Linked DNA regions of Rattus norvegicus: region 1 is linked to region 2. The links are chromatin contacts, called in public Hi-C maps. All regions are on one chromosome and are shown on one strand. Each heading gives the region's core, a stretch centred on a gene start, on an enhancer-like site or on the middle of the called end of the contact. The rest is flanking DNA. Distances are from core to core; before and after follow the strand shown. Region 1 has its middle 45 kb from the start of Brinp1. Region 2 overlaps Brinp1 (BMP/retinoic acid inducible neural specific 1).

Region 1 (7,063 bases), core at 1,419-3,918, 180 kb after region 2:
AATCCACATTGTATATAGTTATTCTCCAACTTTAGAACCAGCTTCTCTGCATAAAATCAAATTATATGTCTGCCTGCAATAAGACTGTTAATGGCTTCAAATCGGAAAAATTAGTCTACTCATCAAAGATGTTTCATAATCAGACATGAGGAAACCAAAGCTACAAGGAGACACAGGATGGCAACAAGCAAGAAAGAACAAGTAAGATAGTAAACTAATTAGAAAGGAGAGAGAGAGAAAAGGGAAAAATGACGTGTACATTAAATCAAGGAAATATCCTTCTTTATTACCTTCTGATAGTTTTCTTGTTATGATCATGTATTCTAAAATAATTTATATTATCAAAATTAAATATACATAAATTTACCACGAATGTAATATTTCAGTCTTTCTATAGAAGATATATTTTCTACTACTTACAGCTTTTTACATGTCACAAACAGTACTAATATTTAAATTAAAGGAAAGAAAAAGTTGAAATTGGAAGATCAGATAGTTTCAAGAACACTTGAATTAAAAATAATTAAATCTTTCTTTATTGTAAGATTGAAATTAGTTTTAAACTGTTTGTGCATATAATATATTGCTTCTCTCCAATTTATTGTGCCATCCAATAGATTGTCCTCAGAGTTTTCAAAACTCCAAACAAAACAAAACAGTAAAATAGTACCTAATAGAAAAGGACATGAGAATACACATAGAATTCTCATGAAAGAATGGTTTTAGACCTGAGCAGTGAACTGCCATTCTTGGCTTAGACACTATGCTACAAAAGTGACCTTTGTCAATAGAGCTCCTGTTCTGAAAGCTTTTATTTCTTTTCTTTGAGTGGTGTGTGTGTGTGTGTGTGTGTGTGTGTGTGTGTGTGTGTGTGTGTGTTTGTAATCTATCCAAAATTTGAAATAGAGAAAGGGCTTCCGGACACATCCCTGCTTCTCAAACCTTGACATGTGTCCTCTCTTCAGAAAATGGTTTCATTTAATATAAATTTGATCCTACTTTGTTTTAAGGGGCTATTAGCCAATCTTTGTTCATAAGAAATCACAAATCACTTAGACTATCATCAGTGTATTATGAATTTTATTACTTAAGCCAAGAGTGAATTAAAAAAGAAGTTGAATCTTCACATTTGACCTAGGATGACTTACAAAAGTAGACAATGTGCATTCATAAATTCCCTTGTATTTCAGTTTTTCTTCTAACCTACCATGGATTGCTCACTAATTTCCTTGATCCTACTAATTAAAGCATTGATTACCCACATACTGCATATTTATTTCAGAATATCGGGAAGTACAGGTAAGCATCATAGAAAGAATGAAATTCATTTATAACACATTATCCAAAGGTAGCTACTAATAAATAGAAGTATTTTATTCAACAATCATGCATTCTATGATATTTTGCTTCTTATACCTCTTCAATTACTCACCAAATGGAAGTCAATATAAAAAGATGCCCTAAGCGTTTATGGAACACTTGCTGAGCATAAGAAATATTCCCAAGTGCTTTCTATATGTGATATTCACTTTCATATCAAAACATCATGGAAGATCCTGCTGCTTCCCCATTATGCAGATATTTCCTATCATTCCATCTCCTGGTGTCTGAAGATACTTCGAAAAGACATGATTAGAGTCTGTAAACTTCATTCTGTGTGGATTGATGTCTATATGCAGATGAGAACAGTTACAAGATAAGGCAAGGCCTGTGATAGGGCAGTGAAAATGAAAGCCGGGGACAGAGTTTTGTAAGGCAGGAGAGATGAGAAAGACAGAAAAAGAAATGAATAAGAAAGGTGGAAGAAGAACCGAGGTGGAAGTAGAGAAGGACACTCAGATCTCTGTGGCCTGAAAGGTCCACAGAGAGTTACTAATACTCCATAAGGGATGGATTTTATAGTACAACTTGTCTAATCTAGTTGGGCAGTTAATATCAATATTAATTGGTTTAGATTTTATTTTGTGGATGTTGTGTAGGGTGAGATTTGTTGATATAAATCTGAATGATAAATTATAAGCTTTTAGAGTTCTGATTTTACTGGGATACTGGGAATTGTGACTCTCCCCATAGGGAGTGGATGCCGGGAATGTGAGCAAAGTCCACAGGAACGGAGCCACGAGATAGGCAGTCTCTCCATGGCATTGGTGACCCACCTTCGGAACTAGCTGGATGGTCACTGACGGGGCTAGTCGTGGAGGCAGAGAGACTACCAAAGACAGAGAGTAGTGGGCAGTGTGAGATGGAAATTGAAAACTTAGTGAGTCGGGTTAAGATGTTTTGCTGATTGAGATGAAAATATCCTGCAGATGCCATGTGGCCCACTGGTGCTAGCAATAGCGTGGGATGGTGTGTTTTATTTTTATTATTAACCACAATAATTCTGTGCTTTGGTTAATTTTATTTTCCTTTTGTCCTCAGAAGGAACATTCTTCACACACTGTGAACATCTAACGAACTTCTAAGGGGAGGTCCTATTTTTAATTTAGAAGCATTTTCATCTCTTCTGTAAAAATTGGGATAGCTTGGGGATGTGTCAGGATGGAGCTCCAACTCTCCTGATATCTCCCTCACTTCCTTTTGCTTCCTCCATGGTATTCACATCGGCCTCTTTGCACAGAATCCCACTTCAGAAGATCCATCCTGAGCATGGCCCCACTTCTTAATTTTACTCGCTCAAACCACTCTAATTATCCTTCTAAATACGTTCAGAGGTAAAGATTTTACCTGACTCCCTCCACCTGGAAGGCTAAGTACCCTACCTGGCTAGGTATGTGCCTTGTGGTCTTCTGGATCCAGACTTCTTTTCAAAGTCAGCCCACTCCAACCCCACCTTCCCCAGTGGGCAGTCCCCCTTCCTATTTACACAAATTAGCATGCCTTGTACCACCGCACCATCTGTGCCACCCACTTTCCTTCTCTAGTCATGGTCTATTTTTTTTCTCTTCTTTATTACACTTATCACCATCTGACACACACTATATTTTTGCTTGATTATTTATATAACATCTTTTCCCTCAAGTAGAAAATAAGTTCCAAGATGGGGCTGGGGGGTCTTAATCACTTGGGTTCGCAGCTGTTTTCACAGCTCTTAGAACAATGTCTAGCACAAAGAAGTGTAAAATAAGAAGTTCTCCTGGTATTATTTATTTTTCACTCCTGTATACAGGAACACGTGTATGTACATGTGAAACCCAGATGGTGATGAAGCCAGAAGTCTCTTCCTCCCTACTTTTGTCATTGAAGTAGTTCTCAGCTAACTCAGACCTCGCTGACAGGACTAGCAGAGTTCTGGCTCTATAGGTTATGACCATGTGCATCTGGCATTTACATGCACTCTGAAAATATGAACTCCAACCCTATATTTGGCCAGCAAGTACTTTAATCTATGACAAACCTTGCCAGCTCTATTCCTTAATTTTAAAATGAAGCAAACACAGGCCACATGTGCATTGAATGTGCAATTCTAACCCTGTAAAGGAGCCTCTCTTTTCCTGCACTGCTTGCCTGAATGGCATTCACTGCTAAAACAACCTACCATGATGTTAAAATTATGTTCCTGCTCTTCCCCCTCCTCCTCCCCCTCCTCCTCCTCCTTCTCATCATCATCATCATTATCAACAACAACAACAGCAGCAGCAGCTATAAAACATTGTCATAATGTGTTGTGGTTAGCCCTGAAGTTACTGTATTTTGATGCTAATTCCACTCCCCTAAGGACAGCTGCCTAGTCAAGGACTCAAAACTCAGGTGACTTCACCAGAACCACCTCTCCATTGAATTTGTAAAGTACAGGTGAGGGGCAGGTACAGGATAGAAGGAGGCCTGTCATTGGAGGAGAAGGAAGGATGGGCTGGAGAGAAGTTTGAAGGAAGAGGAGGAGACTAGAGGAAGAGACAGGAGGGAGAGAGGGGAGAAGCCGTGGCAGGACAAGATGGCAGGTGATGTTAAGATTCTGCTCTGTGTATTCACAGGTTGTTATTAATGTTCTCAAGGGATGGATAGTACTGGGCTTTGTATGTTTAAGCAATTATATCATACCAATTGGGTCAAAGATTATTGTGTTGTGTGTTCTTTTATGTGAGGGTTTGAGAGTAGGAAAGTGTGCGGTTGGGCTGTGTTTCCGCCAAGATATCTAGCAGATATCTTGGGGCACCGCGGCGTGGACCTAGCAGGGTAAAAGACTACTACTTTTTTATTTTTATATTTTTACAACAATAATAATGCAACTAGGTACCCTATTGCTTTTGCTCTTATTTATTGCTTCTTTGTTTTCAAGTAGCAAAACTTTGTTTCATTACATCTTAACGTCTTTCCTAACCTTATCCCATCTCTCTTGTAGCATTTGATTGAGATCTCCTAGTAGCAATCAAAACAAAACAAATCCCCTTCTTATTAGTGGGGGTAAAATGTAATTGTGTCATTTTCATACAAACATATTATTTTCCCTCCTCTTCATCTTTTCTCACTGTCTTCCATTCATCATCCCTTCTAATGGCTTCTTTCTTTCTTCTCAATTTATTCACAAAATGTGCATTAAATGGAAAGAGAACACACACACACACACACACACACACACACACACACACACACACTACACATTTGTAGCCTTGCACGCTCTCCATTTTAAAGTTCTGTGCAAGTTTACTTTCTAATAGCAGGTGATCCTACAATTATGACTGAGATCATGGTACAGTGTTATGAAGGGGTGACTCTACTTGAACGTTTTTCAAACTATCTATAGTTCTTTTTTCTTCTTGTTCTGAACTGTGTTCAGTGTCCATTTTCTTGACTACATGTAAGTATGTATGTGTTCAAGTAAATAGAGAAGAGACAAAAAGACAGAAACATAGAATATGTTGAGCATCTTGCAACATCGGGCTGTGAAATATGTGCCATCTCCACCCTACAATTTCTTGAGTTGCTTTTAACAGTGGCAGTGAGATCACAGAGATGACAGGTAGGTTTGGAGTTACTCTTTCCATAAAAAGCAAAATATTGGCATTGGCTCCAAGTTAGAAAGTAGCTTGCTTATTCGATGACTACTGGCCCTGGTTTCAGCAGCATTTGAACTTCCATGATTGGAGTGCAAATAAACAGGCTAAGCTAAGGTTTCCTACAGAGGCATTGTAAAATTAAATTACTATTTTAGGAGGCTATGAAATTGGCAGCCAGAACGCCCAACAAGAGTGGAAGATATTCATGATACTGACAGATAAAGAAGGAAAGGAAGTAAAATGCATATTGTTAGGGAGGATTTAGGAAGCTCCTTCCAGCAGTTCCATTTATAACTTCTGGAAAAATTACAATGGATGCCTTCCTACTTTAGGCAAGTGAAAGATCAGAAGTGAAGCCAAAGGCTTATGACATAATGGTTGATGATTGACAATGACTGACCTAGCCCAAGATAATAGAGGCCAAGTAGCAGCCATCAACCCCCACTATAAGAAGCTACTTGGGTTGGGCTAGAAGCAACTACTAGCTGGTCAATGTCTTAGGCTAATGCAAGAAGGGAGGACAATTCAGAAAATAACATCACATTTAATGTGTCATAGTAGACAAGGGCTTGAGGTCAGATATTGTCATTTATTGCATATTTTACAGTGAATTCTTCATTTTTTTGTAGACGGAGAGTACTTTTTGGGAAAACGGACAGAATTCTAAATTTGGAGTATCACACTCAAGGTTAAATATAATATAAAAATCATTTCAAGGTATTTAGGAACTTGATAAAGTAAATGGCATTGATGATGTAAAAGGCAATCATGAAGACAAAGATAAACCAAGTTCACCGAGCATCCAGTTACTGTCAGTCATCCATGCTTTCAGGTAAACCTAACAGGAACCCTGGCCTTACATATTAGAAATTGAAGTAGACAGGTAAAGAGAAAGAGGTTGCCGGGGCTCTGGGCTCTTGAGGTAACTGAGGTTCTGTTTTCACCTTAAAGAGAATGATTCTATGTACACAATAAGACAAAAGAAAAGGAGAGAAAATTAAACAGGCCTATATGAACGATGACATTCAGCTCTCATGGTCAATGACCCATCCACATCTGCTTTCTGACCCATAGCAACACAGAGAATTACAAATTCTGCCTTAGTAATTCTGCATACTATTGAGCCTTTCTCCTACTTTCTCAGTCTCTCCTATAAACACTGCTGTCACACTGCTACACTGAGGGATGCCGGGCTGGTTTGTAAGAATGATCTCAAGAGTTCCTTTACAAGGTCATGTCTCCAACCTAAAAGTAATCACTTTTGTGTATGATTTTTCCAGGTGGAAAACAAACCTAAGACTGAAAATAATGCTCAGTCTGATACATCACACCATAGCAGTAATAAAAGCAAAACTAGTTAATAGTATGAGGTTGTGACCACCTCCCAAGTACGGTTTGAAGCACTTACTGAATCAACTCATTAAATCCCCATCTCTCTTTCATACAGAGTCCCTTTTGTTTCCCTTATATTACAGATGGTGGAACTGAAATGAAGACATTAGGTAAGCTTGCTAAGGTTAGAGAGCTAGTAGGTACAGTTATTCAGACTCCAGCTGTCAAGCTTTTAATCTTTCCATTTTCAAGTCAGCTAGAAACAGGTTCAAGTACTCCATAACGCACCATTGGTTTGGTATATGGTCTCAACAGAAAACATTATTGATACAAACCTCGATTTTCCCATCTCCAGAGTGGGAGTTTATTCTACCTGCTATGGGCTTATAAACAATATACCTCAAAGAATCTACTACATATCCATATAGTACAACAAGCGTAATCAAAGAAGCTTGATACACATGTGGTCCCAGTTCAAGAGGAGTTTTATAATACTGCCATTTCAGCCATCTTTAAATGTTGTGGGCAAAGACTTTGAACTCTGAGTAAATGTATTTTTTGCTAGTGCAAGAAAAGGGAGGAGAAAAAGAGCAAAAATGCAGCTGGCTTACTTATAATTTAGGAAATTATTTGTAAGGCTTCACTGGACTTTGAATGATGCTGTCTTGTTGATTTATACTTAAAATAAAATTCTTCATAACCTTCCCAAACCTCCCCAGCCTTTGCCATCTCCA
Region 2 (6,634 bases), core at 3,563-6,062:
TTATGGCATGCCCAACCCTGTCAACAAAAATAAGCTTCATCGCACCATATTCTAGAATTCATGTAGCACTTCTTTTTTTAAAAAAATATGAATTTATTTTATGTATATGAGTATACTGTTTTGTTGTCTTCAGACACACCAGAAGAGGGCATCGAATTGCATTACAGATGGTCATTGGCTGGGAACTGAACTCATGACCATTGGAAGAGTACTCAGTGCTCTTATCCACTGAGCCGTCTCTCCAGCCCTCATGTAGTACTTCTATATAGATCATATATCTATATGATTCTCCCAGTGGCACACTTTTGTAATATGCAATAAAAATATGTTATTCTGTTGTCCAGCATTCTAAATTCTCAATCATGTGGCGTTTCTATTGCAAATTATATCTCAAAAACCCCTCTGCATTGCCCATCCATGATGTAAATGTTACCAGTGTCTATACCCAGATTCCAGGCACTAAAATATTTTAATGAAGACAGATCCATGAACCATAAGAAGCAGCAGAAGAATAGATAAAAATATGTAAAGCTGTCAGCCCAGAGGCCTTTCATTTTTCCATGTTTCTTTGGAAGTCACCTCTTGGCTGTCCTCCATGCTACAAATAGTCCTGCATAGCTGTCTAGCAGTCTTTACCATGCACAGGCATTTTTATGCCCAGCTTTTCACTTGAGCTTACCAACAACACCCAGACAATGACATGAGATTCAGGCTTCTCAAGCAAATGGATAAAATCCTGGCTTTTCTGTTCAGTGGGCAATTTCCTTAGCCTTCCCACTAACTCCTCCTACCACACAGGATTGTTGTGAGGATTAGCCAAATTTTTGTGTGAAATATCCTTTCAAATTTGGTAGGAATTAAGGGCTTAGTAAAACTCAGCTCTTATTCTCCCTGCAAAAGGATTATCAAGTTTATATCATAAGAGTGAATACAGAAGCTCCAAGGCCAACTGATGAACCATATGATCATTAAGAAGTGAAGTCTTCTGACATATCAACCTTTCTTTGGGCTTTATCTATCAGTCAGAATTTTTAAAACAGACTTAAATAAAATGTATTAGGACTACATGAAAGGTCTGTGATGACACAGATGATGATGATGATGATGACGACGATGGAGCTCATAATTCATATTCTTGCAGCACTGTGAGAATGAGAAAAGAAGCTCATTTGCACCACACATCCTGTGGTTAGATGTGTTAGCCAACTGTCTGTTCTAGCAATTCTTTTGACTTACAATCACACAATCATAAACCCTCAAAGTCATTGGGAAGATAGGACAGTCTAAACAGAAGAATATGGATATCGTTAATTCAAGCAGAACTGAAGTCAGGGCTAAAAAACAACAACAAAAACCAAACCCATCCTAGAACAGGGAATGAGTCATTTCATCTCTTAAATCCTTGGTATTCTTTGCTAAAATGGGGATAATAAAGTCTGTCTCAAGAGGCTGGCAGAGGGATGCTGTGATATATTTAAACTGCTGAGAAAAGCCTAAGATACAGCAATTATAAAAAAAAATGTAACAGTACACAGTGCTCATATCTCAGAGAATAAGCTCTTCCTTTGAAGGTCCTCAGACACTCTCTAGAATGCTCTGAAGTCTAAAAGAAGCCATTTTGTTGTAGCTATTTGAAAATGGATACTGTTGAAATGGCTGCCTAGCTGACTTGGGATTTAAATGAGTTACTTATCAACTGAGAAAAATGGTGTCATAATTAGCTTCTTGAAACTCTCTACCTGTTTAATCCACAGAACCACCCCCCCATCTGGTAAAAGAAAAAAAAAAAAACCCTGAAAACACCCCAAGGCATTGTGCTTAAACTGTTTGTCTCATTCCTAGTCTCTCCTCTAGACTCTCAGGTTTAGCAGGCAGAGACTTTCTTCCTTCAGCACGTAGCACATAACCTAGCTAGCTTCATAAATGTTTGCTGAATGAATGAATGAAGAATATTAATATTTTCCTTCTTACATTTTATTAACAAAAAGAAAAAAATGAAAACGGAAAACAAACTTCTCTCTGTCCCCTCAGGATAGCAGTATTAGTTTTCCATACCATCCACCCACACAGCCGCAGGCCTCCCTGGTCTCTGCTTCGTGAGACCAATCCTATTACAGCCTGGAGAACAGCAGGCCCAGCTTTTAGGAAACGGAGCAAGAATCATAATGAGCTGTGTGGCTCCCACCTCCCAAATCAGAACATTGAATATTGGGGTATGAGTCATCTGATATTTTTTGTGAGCTGCAGGGGCCCTCCACGCGGCTGCGATTGCGTGGTTACATCTGACAAGAGCTCTATTTCAAAATGTCTCTTTCAAATGGCCCACACTTGCCCCTGTCACTCGCTCTCCAAGTGACAGCACAGTACCCCATTTAGAGTGCTTCTGTTCCCATCTGCAAGGCATTCTATAACCCCGTAGAGCGCCCCCTTTCTCGTGTCTTATCTTTGGGACCCTTTGTAGGGACCTCAGCCCCCACTCCTCCTGTCAATGCTTCATTGTGGCGGCACTCTCAGAATCCTCAGTGGGGGAAATAAAAAGATGAAAGTTCCTGGTGCTGCTGCTACAAGCAAGGGGGCTGCTGGGGAATTAGGATTCCAGCCTTGTCAGGCAGGAGGGACTGGGGACAGAGGCCCTCTGAGACACATTAGCAGGCTGCATGGCACCTGCGTCTCCTGAGCTTGGAATAATTGTGAGGTTGTGGGCTGTATCAAAGGGGGCATTAATGGTACAGCATGAGGAGGCAGAAGGGAAGTGATGTGAAGGAGGGGTGTAAGGAGTGCGAGGCCCAGGAAGGAGGAAACAGAGGGGAAAGGTGGGGTGACAGAGAGGAGAAAGAGACTTCATGTTGGAGATGATGGGCAGAAGGGTACATGGAAGCTACTAAGAAGGGTACATAGAAGATACTAGGCATAATGTGATATGTGATATGCCAGTGTGTAAGATAGAAACAGGTTCAAGGGAGGTTAAATTATTACCAGTTACAAGATCCAGATAACGTAGACAGTGAAGAAACCATGGGCTTGAGTACAGAGAGAGAGACAGAGAGAGAGAGAGAGAGAGAGAGAGAGAGAGACAGAGAGACAGAGAGACAGAGACAGAGACAGAGACAGAGACAGAGAGAGACAGACAGAGAGACAGAGAGAGAGAGGAGGGAGGGGGCACACAGAGACACACAGAGACACAGAGAAAGAACGAGAACAGTGTTATCAGTGATTGCTAATTCCCAATGTCACAGACCATCCTGTTACTTTTCAATCCTTCATTTGAGAAGACTAAAACCTGAAAAATAAGCTCAGCCCATTTTGTGTGTGTGTGTGTGTGTGTGTGTGTGTGTGTGTATTTGCTGATTTTTTAAATATAAGCAACTTCCAACATCAGCTTTAGTCAAAATAATCTTCTATAACTTTTCCATCTCCGCCCAGTTTTCTGAGTAACAAAAAATGTCATTGAAGGTGGCATCCTAAACATATGGAGGGATTCTATGCCTTACCATTATTATGGACCCCTATGTGTAGCATGGATGGTGGTAAGGCACCTTCACATGCACTGTTCCCCTTTGTGTCACCTGTCACCACTGTGGTGTGACAGAAGAAGAGGACTTGAGAGATTAGCATACCTTTTAAATACCAACATTGTACATCTGCTGTGGGCATACTTTGTGAAATAAATCATAATATGATATTAAAACAATAAGGATAACAAACAGGAAGTAGCCATAAGAAGATAAACAAATGGAATGGATGGGGAGATAAAGAGCATTTGGTCATTTAAGAGTCTTTCACTACATCCCTTGCTTCCTCTGAACCTTTCAGGGTCTCTCTTTTCCATTTGGAGATAATCGGGCCTCTCTGATGAATGCACGTAGAAAGGATGGGCACGAGGGGTAGGAGGGGCCGTGATCTATAAATACCTTTTCCCAGGCTAGCTAGTGACAACTGTCTCAACTTTAGGGACAGAGAAACAGCTTAATAGGTCAGTTCTGGATGGGAGGGTCTCACAATGCTCACACAGACCCACTGTTATGCAGTGAGTGTGAGGCAGTAAGAACCATGTTTTAAAATGCTTTTCTCTATCTCTGGGGATCCAGCTACACCATCTTCCATTTGCAGTCAAATCAGTATCTTTCTGTTGGATGAGATACTCAGTTCATTCTGATGGGGGCTGGAATGAACGGAGGGAAGGAGAGAGCTGGATGGAGAGGAGGTAAGAGATAGGGAGGAGGAGAGAAAAGAGTAAAGAGGAGAGCAGGAAGATGCATGTTCACCTCTAAACTAGACAAAAAAATCTGGTACTTGATTGATTAGCACTCACAGTGGCTTCATATACAGTAGGTTGGACTGCAAAAGCAGAGAATTTTTAAGAAAAGCCAGAGAAATTGACAGTTCATCTTCATCACGTTTAAAACTGAATGACACTGCCCCTCCGTTGGTGAGATAGACAGTTAATATTCTATAGTACCTTCTAGGTCACGGCAGTTATCTCTTCATCCTCACGGTCACTCACATGAGGTAGGATTTGCTTCTGAATTCCACGTAACTGATAAGCGTGTTGAGCCAGAGAAGGACTGTCACTCATCCATGGTTACACAGCATAGGCATGGCCAGAGTTCAAGCTTTCTAAATATAATCTCGGCATACTCTCAACGATCACAGTATATATTGCTTGCCCTCCAAGCCCCATAGCGGATATAAACCACTCTCAGCACCCTGGAGACATCTCAGCTGCTTCCCTGTGCTCCCTGTCTTTGCCACAGCCAGGGTGTTCTGGCAACCTGACAGGTCTCCAAGAGACACAGCATGAGTCCCTTGTCATTTGGAGGACAGAGGCTTTGCCACCTAGGGCTTCCCATCCGTTGTTTAAAGGCTCACATCTCTCATTCTGAACCATCAGGCTGGGGAGCCCTGGCTGGGATTCCTAATTCAAGCAACCTCCCTGCTGATTTTAATTGGAGGTTTTGCCTAAGCTGGGAATGCGGTGCCTGGCCTGTGGCATTTTAGGGAAGATCATACAAATCTAGTGCCAAGAGAATGTGGCAGGACACAGGGGAAGAAATCTAGGCTAAAATACAAAACTATAATCTGTAAGGCCTATTTGTTTAATAACAGTGTGTTTTTAAAAGAACAGAAGAAATGAAAAAGGAAGAAAGTAGAATTTCAAATTACTCTTTCATTTATGCCCTGTGTGTTTTCCTAGGTGTTTCTTTGACATTGTAATTGGTATCTAGGTACTCTAGGTACATTCCCATGGTACCATGGAGTATATATTTTGCAGAAGACAGGCAAATACTGGGAGACAAGGACTTATTCCTCGGTGTCTGGTGCGCACTGTTCTTTATATACTTTGCACGTGTGTATGAATGTTTGTGCATGCGTATGTGCATGCATATATGTACTTGTGTGTGTGTGTGTGTGTGTGTGTGTGTGTGTGTGTGTGTGTGTGTGTGTGTGTACAGCCATACTTATGGATGTCCTGAAAGACTGGTGCTCTTCAAACCCACACATGTCTTTAGGGTCAGATGCCAGGAATACTGTTTCATGGCTGTGCCAGTCTCAATTATAACTAGCCATCAGGCCCACTCTGCTCATCAGTTTCCCTGGACAAATATTTACCTTTTAATCATTGCCCTATTTAAGTTCCTTCTATAGCCCTAACAGCCTGTTTGTCCTCAGTTCTTCACATGAGGTCAGAGCCTCATTGAATAGAACATAACAGTGGCAAAGTAATGACCAAAAGGAGAGTTTTACAGTCTCCTGCCATGCTGAGAACATTTTCTAGTTGGAACCGTGGAGTGAAGCTGGTAAATATGCTTGCAGGGGCAGTAGTGAGGGTGAAAGGAGGAAGAGGGCGAGCTAGCTGCAAAGGAAGAATCCTGGTCTTTCAAATTAGGTTGTCAGAATCTTAATTGGGGAGGATTATGAAACAATTTTTGCAATTACACTGTTCTGTGTCTGGAAGGAGGTGACAGGCAACATCAGCTTCATATTCAAACTCTTGAGTTTTGCTTTGGGGAATAGAAGTCCTGAAGACAGATGATGGAAGGAGCAGGAGCAGCTCAGAGATGAAAGAAGGACTAAGAGCAGCAGGTGCTCCTATGCGGATGCTGTCAGAGTCTGTTATTTGTCCTGAGCAGCACAATGGAAGGCTCAGACCAACGTCCTATGGAAGTTAAAAGGGGCAAACCAGAGCCTAGTGGCTTGTTGTAACCTTGAAATGAGGTAGTAATCATGTAGTCAATGGTCTGGGTGAATAACAGGGTACAAATAAGTTAAGGAAGAACTGCACTTGCACTGTCTATTTGACCTTGGATATTTGTCCTTGAGCTTTTTGACAATCACTGGTCCTCCATTTCTTCCATTGGGTATAATCTTGCACCAAGTGGTTTAGTGTGTGTGTGTGTGTGTGTGTGTGTGTGTGTGTGTGTGTGTGTGTGTGTTTGGTGTGTGTGGGTGTACCTACATGAGGGCCCATGAACATGGCAGCTGTAGACTAACCAATATTTTCTCATAAGCCCACCATCTTGTTTTCTGTGACAGGGTCTTCCACTGGGATCCAAAGTCCACTGATTAGTCTAGGCTTACGAGCCATTGAACTCTCTCAGTAGCCACCATTTCTTTGCTTTCTTAGCGATGGGAT

Evidence for each region. A called contact is a pair of places that touch in the nucleus more often than the background predicts.
Region 1: a contact with region 2 is called in a Hi-C map of frontal cortex, with 1.9 times the contacts expected there. The contact joins two enhancer-like sites. A contact is called at or near these places in 1 of 12 Hi-C or Micro-C datasets (frontal cortex) and 1 of 1 datasets of contacts at active chromatin or transcription factors (oligodendrocytes).

Annotation. Positions count from the first base shown.
Region 1 is chr5:87,550,148-87,557,210 of GRCr8, forward strand. It overlaps a transcript of Brinp1 not described here. Among named protein-coding and RNA genes, the nearest start is that of Brinp1, 45 kb to the left of the region's middle. Within about 2 kb of position 2,669, at least 3 of the 93 cell types and tissues checked have an H3K27ac peak or open chromatin away from gene starts, as enhancers often do.
Region 2 is chr5:87,365,904-87,372,537 of GRCr8, forward strand. The region is part of intron 6 of Brinp1 (BMP/retinoic acid inducible neural specific 1); the gene reads right to left. Among named protein-coding and RNA genes, the nearest start is that of Brinp1, 140 kb to the right of the region's middle. Within about 2 kb of position 4,813, at least 18 of the 93 cell types and tissues checked have an H3K27ac peak or open chromatin away from gene starts, as enhancers often do.